Regions from separate parts of the Sus scrofa genome. Here region 1 is linked to region 2. Evidence: chromatin contacts called from public targeted proximity ligation data. All regions are on one chromosome and are shown on one strand. The core of a region is the stretch at or near the end of the contact, and the rest is flanking DNA. Distances in the headings are between cores, read along the strand shown. Region 1 overlaps ATL2 (atlastin-2). Region 2 has its middle 67 kb from the start of HNRNPLL.

Region 1 (4,464 bases), core at 923-3,422, 160 kb before region 2:
AATATTTCTCCATACCTTAACACTAACTATACTTAACCTGTCTGTCACAAGGCCTACAACAAGATACCATCTTAGTAAATAAAGACCAGTAGCTGCCAGGATTAGGGAATAAGGATGACTAGGTGGAGCACAGATAATTTTTAGGGCCATGAGGCTAGTCTCATCATATGTTGCTATAAATGGCAGAGACATTATCATTCTATATTTGTCAAAACCTATAGAATATACAACCCCCAAAGTGAACTATGATGTAAACTATGGACTTTGGGTGATGATAATGTACCAATTAAAGTTCATCAGTTGTAACAAAATACCACTCTGGTGTAGGATATTGAAAGGATGGAAGGATGGGGGGGTATATGGGAACTCAGTACTTTCTATTCAATTTTGCTGTGAACCCAAAACTGCTGTAAAAAATAAGTCTATTAAAAAAAACTGTACTTTTCTATTGCTCTCTGATTAAAGTATGATTATACTTTATCTTAAACTTACCAAATTCATAGTATTCAGCACACATTCCAACAGGAAAATTTACACTCTAGGACTGACTGAGGTATGTCTGCAAACTTCAAGCTTAATTATAAGCTATAACAATAAAAAAAAGTGCTTGGAGATCCCGTCATGGCTCAGCGGTTAACGAATCTGATCAGGAACCATGAGGTTGTGGGTTCAATCCCTCGCCTTGCTCAGTGGGTTAAGGATCCTGCGTTGCTGTGAGCTGTGGTGCAGGTCGCAGACGCGGCTTGGATCCCGAGTGGCTGTGGCTGTGGCGTAGGCCGGCGGCTACAGCTCCAATTCAACCCCTAGCCTGGGAACCCCCATATGCCGTGGCAGCGGCCCAAGAAATGGCAAAAAGACAAAAAAATAAAATAAAATAAAACAGTGCTACAAAGCTGCATTACAATAAAATATTATTAGCATTAGATTATATCAACCCAAAACTAAACTTTTAGAAAGAGAACCAGGTTCAGAAGCAATGAAAGTATATTTTAAGGTATTATTCACATTCCAAATAAAAACTTTTAACAAATTTTTATGGAAAGACGCCTGGACTCAGTGCACTCAGTCTATTTACAAAAATTAGTGATTCAACAAAGCAAAGTGATATTTTGGTATATGGTACTTGGACCTCAATTTTTTTTTTTTTTTTTTTTTTTTTTGTCTTTTTAGGGCCGCACCTGTGGCATTTGGAGGTTCCCAGGCTGGGGGTCGAATTGGAGCTGTAGCCGCCTGTCTACACCAGAGCCACAGCACCGTCAGATCGGAGCTGCATCTGCAATCTACACCACAGCTTACGGCAACACCGGATCCTTAACCCACTGAGCGAGGTCAGGTATGGAACCTGCATCCTCATGGTCCCTAGTTGGATTCGTTTCCGCTGCACCATGATGGGAACTCCCAGACCTCAACATTTATACTCCATAACCAAATGAAAACAGTATTTAAGTATTTGTTTATTCCAGCACATATTTTTAAAAGCCTTAAAGAGGTTGTACCATGGTAAAGCTATTTGTAGAAATTTATTAAGAAAAAAAAGATACTAACAAAGATACACAAGTTGGTTTATCATAGCATTATTTATGGTAGTGAAAATTAATGCTGAATGTCTTAAAACAGGAAACTGGCTTAATATTTTAACTATACACTGACATATAGCTTAAAAAACACATATACACAGATTTTAAAAATTAAAGATATTTTGAAAATCAGTAAAAAAAATAAGTGGGGAAAAGGACAGATCACAAAATTATACAAATCTTTCTCAATTCTGTTTTGCTTTATTTTTAAAAACACAGGCACACCTGGGGTGGGGTAGGGGGAGAAACAGCAACTTTTGAGGCTTCCTCTTCCAGTCATTAGAGAAACTGCTACCAGGCTGGCCCTCTCCCACAAACTATAAAGCTCAACAAAATATTGAGGCACCTTTTTTCAAACATTGGACAACAAGCAGAAGAGAATACTGCTTGAGAAAAGGTCAAACACAAACACACCCACCCATACTTCCCATCCACTGTCACTCTCTGCCTAGGAACAATTTCCTACACACAACATGGGGAATCAAAGCAAATTATCTGAGTTCAGGACTACCAAGGCAGTTGAGAGCTGTGCAGCAGGACACAGAAAAAGGAGCTATGCAGAGATACAGCCCAGAAGTCCCTCGCCAAGTGACAAGCTTCACAGGTAGACCAGAAAGCAGCCACTACAGGTTGCAAGGGGAAGAGATACCAGATATCGGATAACATGGCATTCTTGCTCAGCCATGGTGGAAAAATGAACACCTCAGACATCAAGCTAAAACACCAGAAAGGCCACATCTTAGAATCAAAGACCATGTTCTAGAGCAAGGACTACTAAAGATTCACCCAAACAAAGCCTAATACTAGGACTTGAAAAGAAGGGAGACAGTTTGGAAATTTAGTCCCGCCAGGTTAGAAGGGTTTCCTGTAAGCTTTTGACAGATCCACACTAAAAAAGTATACGGCCAAATCTATAAAAGGTCAAGAGAAATTAGTAACTGAACTGCAAACCACAACAAAAACTAGATAAGAGAATCCAGAATCTTCACAACACATAGTGTACAATAAAGTACATGATCAGAAATTCAGAAATGCCCAGAAGAAAATGTAGCCCACAGTCAAGGAAAAAAAAAAAGCAGTTGATAGAAACCAATCTTGCAATAGCCCAGATGTTTGACTTCACAGATAAAAGCTTCTAAGGTATTATAAATATGTTCAAAGATTTAAAGGAAAATAGGTCTTAATAAGTGAACAGTTAGGGACCCTCAGCCAATAAATAGACGATTAAAAAACAAACCAATATTCTAGAACTGGAAAGTACAATAATTAAAATATTCTCTTGATGGACTTAATAGCAGACTTCGGATAGCAGAACAAAGGGTCAGTGAACTTGAAATCAGGCCAAAGTGTTCTCTAATTCAAAGAATTCAGAGAAAAATGGAAGGGAGGAAAGGAAAACAACCTAACTAACAGAGCCTCAGGGACCTATAGAGCTATGTCCAACATGTAGTTAAGAGTCCAGGAGTTCTGTCGTGGCACAGTGGTTAACGAATCCGACTAGGAACCATGAGATTGTGGCTTCAATCCCTGGCCTTGCTCAGTGGGTTAAGGATCTGGTGTTGCCATGAGCTGTGGTGTAGGTCCCAGACGTGGCTCAGATTCCACATTGCTGTGGCTCTGGCACAGGCCAGCGGCTGCAGCTCCGATTTGACCCCGAGCCTGGGAACCTCCATATGCCTTGGGTGTGGCCCTACCAAAAAAAAAAAAGACAAAAAACCCCCCAAAAAACAAAAATTATTGATTCACAATAATCAATAAGGCAAAAAGACGAAAAAAAAAAAAAAGAGTCCAGAAGAAGAACAAAATGAGAATGGAGTTGAAAAAAATACTTAAGGATATATAACAGTCAAAATATTATTACTAAATTTGGTGACAAAGACTTAGAGATCCAGGAAGCTCAGCAAACTTCAAGTAGCGTAAACACAAAGAAAATCACATCAGTCAGACTGCTAAAAACCAAAGGTAAAGGTAAAAATCCTTAAAGAAGTGGTGTGGTAGAGGGAGTAACTCAAAACGATGACCTCTCAACAAAAACAATGGGAGCCAGAAGACAATAAAATTGTATCTTTAGAGTGCTTAAAGAAAAAAAGAACGTCAACTCAGACTTATCTATTCAGTGAAACTATCGTTGAAAAATGAAAGAAAAAAAGAAAAAAGTTAACAAATGTCACAACAGATGTACTACATAAATGCAAATGATTTCAGCTGAAAGAATGATAACAAATGGAAAGCCTTCATTCTATAGTACAAAAAGGTAAATAAGTGATACAAAAACTGGTTTCAAGTAATTCTTAAAAAAACTGATCATTTAGAACAAAAATAATAGATTATAATATGTGGTTTATAAAATATGTAGAAGTAAAAGATTTTTTAAAATTTAAACAAATGTTGTATGTACATTAAATTATATTCTAAGGTCATCATGATTTTGAAGCAGAATGTTGTAAGAACACAGATTCTAAGTGGACTTTGAGACATTAGAGATGTATATTGTAGCTTTAGAGTAATGACTGAAAAAATAAAGAGGTAGAGCTACAAAAGCCAATAAGAAACCAAAATGAAATACTAAAAAATGTTCAATTAACCCAAAGAAAAAACAAGAACAAATGATAAAGGAACAAATGGAAAATGGCAAGATGGCAAGCTTAGGAATTCCCACTGTAGCACAGTGGGTTAAGGATACGGTATTGTCTCTGTGGTGGTGTGGGTGCAATCTCTGGCCCTGCACAATGCATTAAAGGATCTAGGGTTGCCACAACTGTGGCACATAGAGGTCACAGCTGTGGCTTGGATTCAATGTGCCCCAGGAACTTCCATATGCTGTGGGTGTGGCCAAAAAAAAAAAAAAATGGGAGGAGAACTTAAACCCCACTAAATCTATAATTAC
Region 2 (4,462 bases), core at 194-2,693:
CTGCCCTGGTACCCAGGGGCTACAGCTGTTTGTCACAGCTCTGGTCTAACAATGGACACCATGCCTCCCCTTGTCTGTTAGTTTTCTCTTGGCTATGCTAAGACCAAGTGGCACTGCCAGCATGGGGGTCAGCTACACCATAGCTAATTTGTCCCGAATTCAGAGGCTCTAATCCAATTCACTCAGTATCGGAGAGACCTAAACACTTGCCCAAAGGGGCTGAAACAAGTCTTCACTAATCCCTCTTGGGTCCCTCATTTCTACACCATCCTCCAGCCCTGCCCCCAGAGGTTGCCTCACTGGAATTTGGCCCCCTCAATCTCTATGCAAAGTGAGATCACCAGCTCTGCAGCCCACCCAAGTAGTCCCTGCTCAGATCTCAGAATCAGATTTGAGAAATATTCCTCTTCCTTAATGGCATGATGTAATGAATGACCTCACCCTTCAGATAGGACCCTGCCTTTTCATGAAGAGGGATGCCCTTAAGCACAACAACACAATGTTCACGAAGTAAACTAGATGACCTGCCTAGTCTTGAGCTAGGAAAGGCCCCCAAAGACTTGGGCCTTCCCTGCAGTACCTCTAGGCAGGTCTGGATGAGGGGCCACCTTGGAGGGGCTGCTCTCCCTCTGCAGCACCTGCTTTGTATAACAGGAGGTGCCAAGCAGCATATGGCTTATGGCCTGCAAGCTTCAGAGAGCCCAGGAAAGAGCTTCCTTCAGGACATGCTTAGCTTCATGGCAGTACAGACCATAGGAAAGGGACCATGTGCCACAGAGAGTTGCCTTCAGGTCCAGGCAGCCAGCAATTCTCTTTTGTGTGGGTAGAAAGTTCTGCAGGTCTCACTGATCTTCTTGGCAGGCTAATGGGACAGGGAGAATGGGTACTTACACACCTGCTCTGATGGGGACTGAACCCCTGCCCTCTGCCAGGGCCTCAAAATACTTTTCTGCCTCTCCAGTTGTGCCACTTTCCTCCAGCACCAAGGGGGAGGGCTGGTCGGCCAAGTGAGGCGTCCCAGAACTTGTGCAGGAGGTCTGAAAGACTGCGGCCAGATGCCCTTCCACACGCTCTGGTCAGCATTGCTTACTTCATAGGTTACAGCTCTGGAGGTCATCACACATGCTTTTCACAAGCCTAGCTGGCTGTTGTGAGGGGGGAAAAATTATATAAGTCCAGCTTTAATACCCCTCCTGGAAAGAAGTGAGAGTACAAAGAAATATGCATGTACATATTCATATATATACACATTAATTTTAAGTACTTGTAAATTTTAAGAGCTCATTTTAAGAGTTCTTAGGCAAAATCACCCCCTCTTAATTGAATTTCCACTTCTTGAAGGTGGAAGAGATTCTGAGGGGAACCCTGGCTTCGGCTGGGAAGGAGGATCCCTGGAGGGAGCGTTCACTCAGTGTCCCTGGCCCGGGCCCAGATCGCCCCCTGGAGGCCTACTCCGCTCGGACAAGAGTTAAAGGATGGCCCATCTGCCTTCGGTTTGTAACTGCAGGACTTGGACACCCTTCTTGGTCCTCGCAGGAAGGCTGTGCGGACCCTCAGACTCGTGGGATCCAACCGCCCTCGAAGGGCCCTGCACCCCACTCGGCGGAGGCAGCTTTGCGGGGACTTATGGCCACCAGGTGGCGCGACGCGGCGGCTGGCGCGCCGCTCCGGGTGGGGGTCTGAGTGGAGGATCCGGGGTAACTGGCCTCCTGAGCCAACCCGCGCGACCGCATACCCAGAGCTGTCCCAAGCGCCCAGCGCCTGGGGCCACAGGGGATAGGCGGCTTCAACAGAGTTGTTGAACAGTCTTGTAACAGTATTTTTTCACCCCACCCACCACCCACCAAATCAATTTAAAAATAAACGATAAACTGATAAGGGAAGTTGTTGGCCACAAAGTACAGATCAGCTTGAATACAGGTAACAGCAGCTGTGTTGTTTAAGGAGCGTGGGTTCTAATTTGCTTAACGACCTTGGGCACATTATTTAACCTCCATCTCACCTTGTTGCCTCATCGGCAAATGCCAATAATTTACATAGAGCTTACATCATAGGGTTGTTGACAGGAATTAAATTGAATTAAATGTATGTAATATATGTACAGATTAAATCATATATACATATAAAATACATATTTACATCTATACATTATATAAAATACATAATTATATGTATAAATACATAAATATGTGACATAGTTATATGTCAAGCACAGAGTAAGCACTAATAATGTTAGCTATGTATTATATTTTAGTATGCAACTTCTACAAACTATTTATTTTTGTCTTTTTGCCTTTTCTAGGGCCGCACCTGCAGCATATGGAGGTTCCCAGGCTAGGGGTCTAATCAGAGCTGTAGCTGCCAAGCCTACACCACAGCCACAGCAACGTGGGATCCGAGCTGCATCTGCGACCTACACCACAGCTCATGGCAATGCCGGATCCTTAACCCACTGAGAAAGGCCAGGGATCAAACCTGCAACATCTTGGTTCATAGTCGGATTCATTAACCACTGAGCCACAATGGGAACTCTGACAAATTATTTATTTTTAAAAACATCTTTCATTCAAACAAGAGAAAGTCATACCTTGGGGGAGGGTTTGTTAATTTTTTTATGGAAATTTTCAATAGAGAAAATAGTATAATAAACCCCCATGGACCTATCACCTAGTTTCAATAATATCAACACATGGTCTGTTCTGTTTCATCTATACCCCACATCCTTTCCCCCTAGTCAGCTGCAAATCCCAAATGTCCTATCATTTCATTTGTAAATACTTGAATATTACACAGTAATTTTAGGGCTTAACGTTTATTTAATATTGTCTCAGTGCACAATTTGTTGTATTCATCAGTCCAGAGATTTCCCATAACACAAGAATTTTTTCCACACCAGCTTTTGACACAGAAATTGGAACTGAATATTAAACCAGTAACGAAAATTTTGGAGCAGCAGTTTCTGTGCTGGAAAAGTATTTCCACCTCTCAAGAGATATGTTCTCTCTCTATGGAAAGAACATTGTGTTCAGCCCCTGGCTCCCTCCCAGTGAGAATCCAAAGGCTGCTCTGTTATCCATCGTGACCTACCCAAGGCTGAATTAATGCAGTCAGGGAAGAAGATTTCTCTTAATTAGTCAGATTCCTGTACTCAGAGCAGGATATAATCCATTTTAAGAAGGAAAACACTTCTCCAGACACTTGGAGATTTTAGGATATATGCCCAATACTTCTGGATGGCATGTGTGCTTTATACAGTGCCAATGACACTTTCACACTGAAAGTTTAACCAAATTTTTCCCCTCAAGGCATTTTGGAACTGTGTTAACATTTTAAATTATTCATTTAAGACACACACACACACACACACACACACACACACACACACACACACACACCTGCCTAATATTCCTTACATTAAGAGCCCTTTGAGACAGAAGACAGAAACCGGGCAAATAATAAGGTTCTCATTCAGCTGTGAGCTTCTGAAATTCAGCACCACTGCTGGCTGTTAGCAAGACATACTGCCTGACTGACAATGCTGACGTGATGGGAGACAGGATCAGGCTACACTTGTATTTTTGAGCATCTTTGGAGACGGTTATCTTAATTTCTGTATAATAACAGTAGCCAGCATATGCCGTCTCAGATCTTGCACCAAAAAGATTTAATCCTTACAGCCCTATGAAGTTGGTATTATACCTACTTTGCAAAGGACACTGAAACTAAAATGCAAGGGAGTCCAGATGCACACACACACACACACACACACACTTTACTCCAATTTATAGTATAAATAGGCTAAGTGGATTCCCTCACTGAATCAACAGTGCTATACAACCTCAGTGCTGTTCTCTTACATTTATAAAGCTGGCATCTGTCTTCCTCTCATTCTCAAAACAGGAAAAAATGTGACCATGTTAAATCAAGCAGGGACATTATCTAGGCCTAGGGACTTAATTCCCAGTTCCTCCAATCTCTTTCAACGAACCGAGTGACCTAGCACCATTACACTTGTGATAATAATGGCCCCTTTTTCTGATCGTTATTCTCCAGTGTCTGGGTTAGGATCCTGAGAGTCTCATAATGATTAGTCTCTAATCCCTATGGCATCTGCACTTTGGGGATGAGACTCCATTAGGGATCAAGAGAGCTGAGCAGTGGTTGACTCTCTCCTGAGTCAAGCAAGGCAGAATGAAGGTCCAGAGAGGAGATGGTTTAGGATCATGTCCCCCAAAGCAGGGCAAGGAGGTGACCATGGCTGATAGTCAATGAACCAAAGCCCAGATCAAGAAGTCCTCAAGGAGTTCCCGTCGTGGCGCAGTGGTTAACGAATCCGACTAGGAACCATGAGGTTGCGGGTTCGGTCCCTGCGCTTGCTCAGTGGGTTAACGATCCGGCGTCGCCATGAGCTGTGGTGTAGGTCGCAGACTTGTCTTGGATCCCGCGTTGCTGTGGCTCTGGT

Evidence for each region.
Region 1: a contact with region 2 is called in a targeted proximity ligation map of skeletal muscle. A contact is called at or near these places in 1 of 47 Hi-C or Micro-C datasets (embryonic fibroblasts) and 1 of 2 datasets of targeted methods (skeletal muscle).

The regions. Positions count from the first base shown.
Region 1 is chr3:101,980,754-101,985,217 of Sscrofa11.1, reverse strand. The region is part of intron 1 of ATL2 (atlastin-2); the gene reads right to left. Among named protein-coding and RNA genes, the nearest start is that of ATL2, 26 kb to the right of the region's middle.
Region 2 is chr3:101,818,087-101,822,548 of Sscrofa11.1, reverse strand. It overlaps the pseudogene LOC110260126. Among named protein-coding and RNA genes, the nearest start is that of HNRNPLL, 67 kb to the right of the region's middle.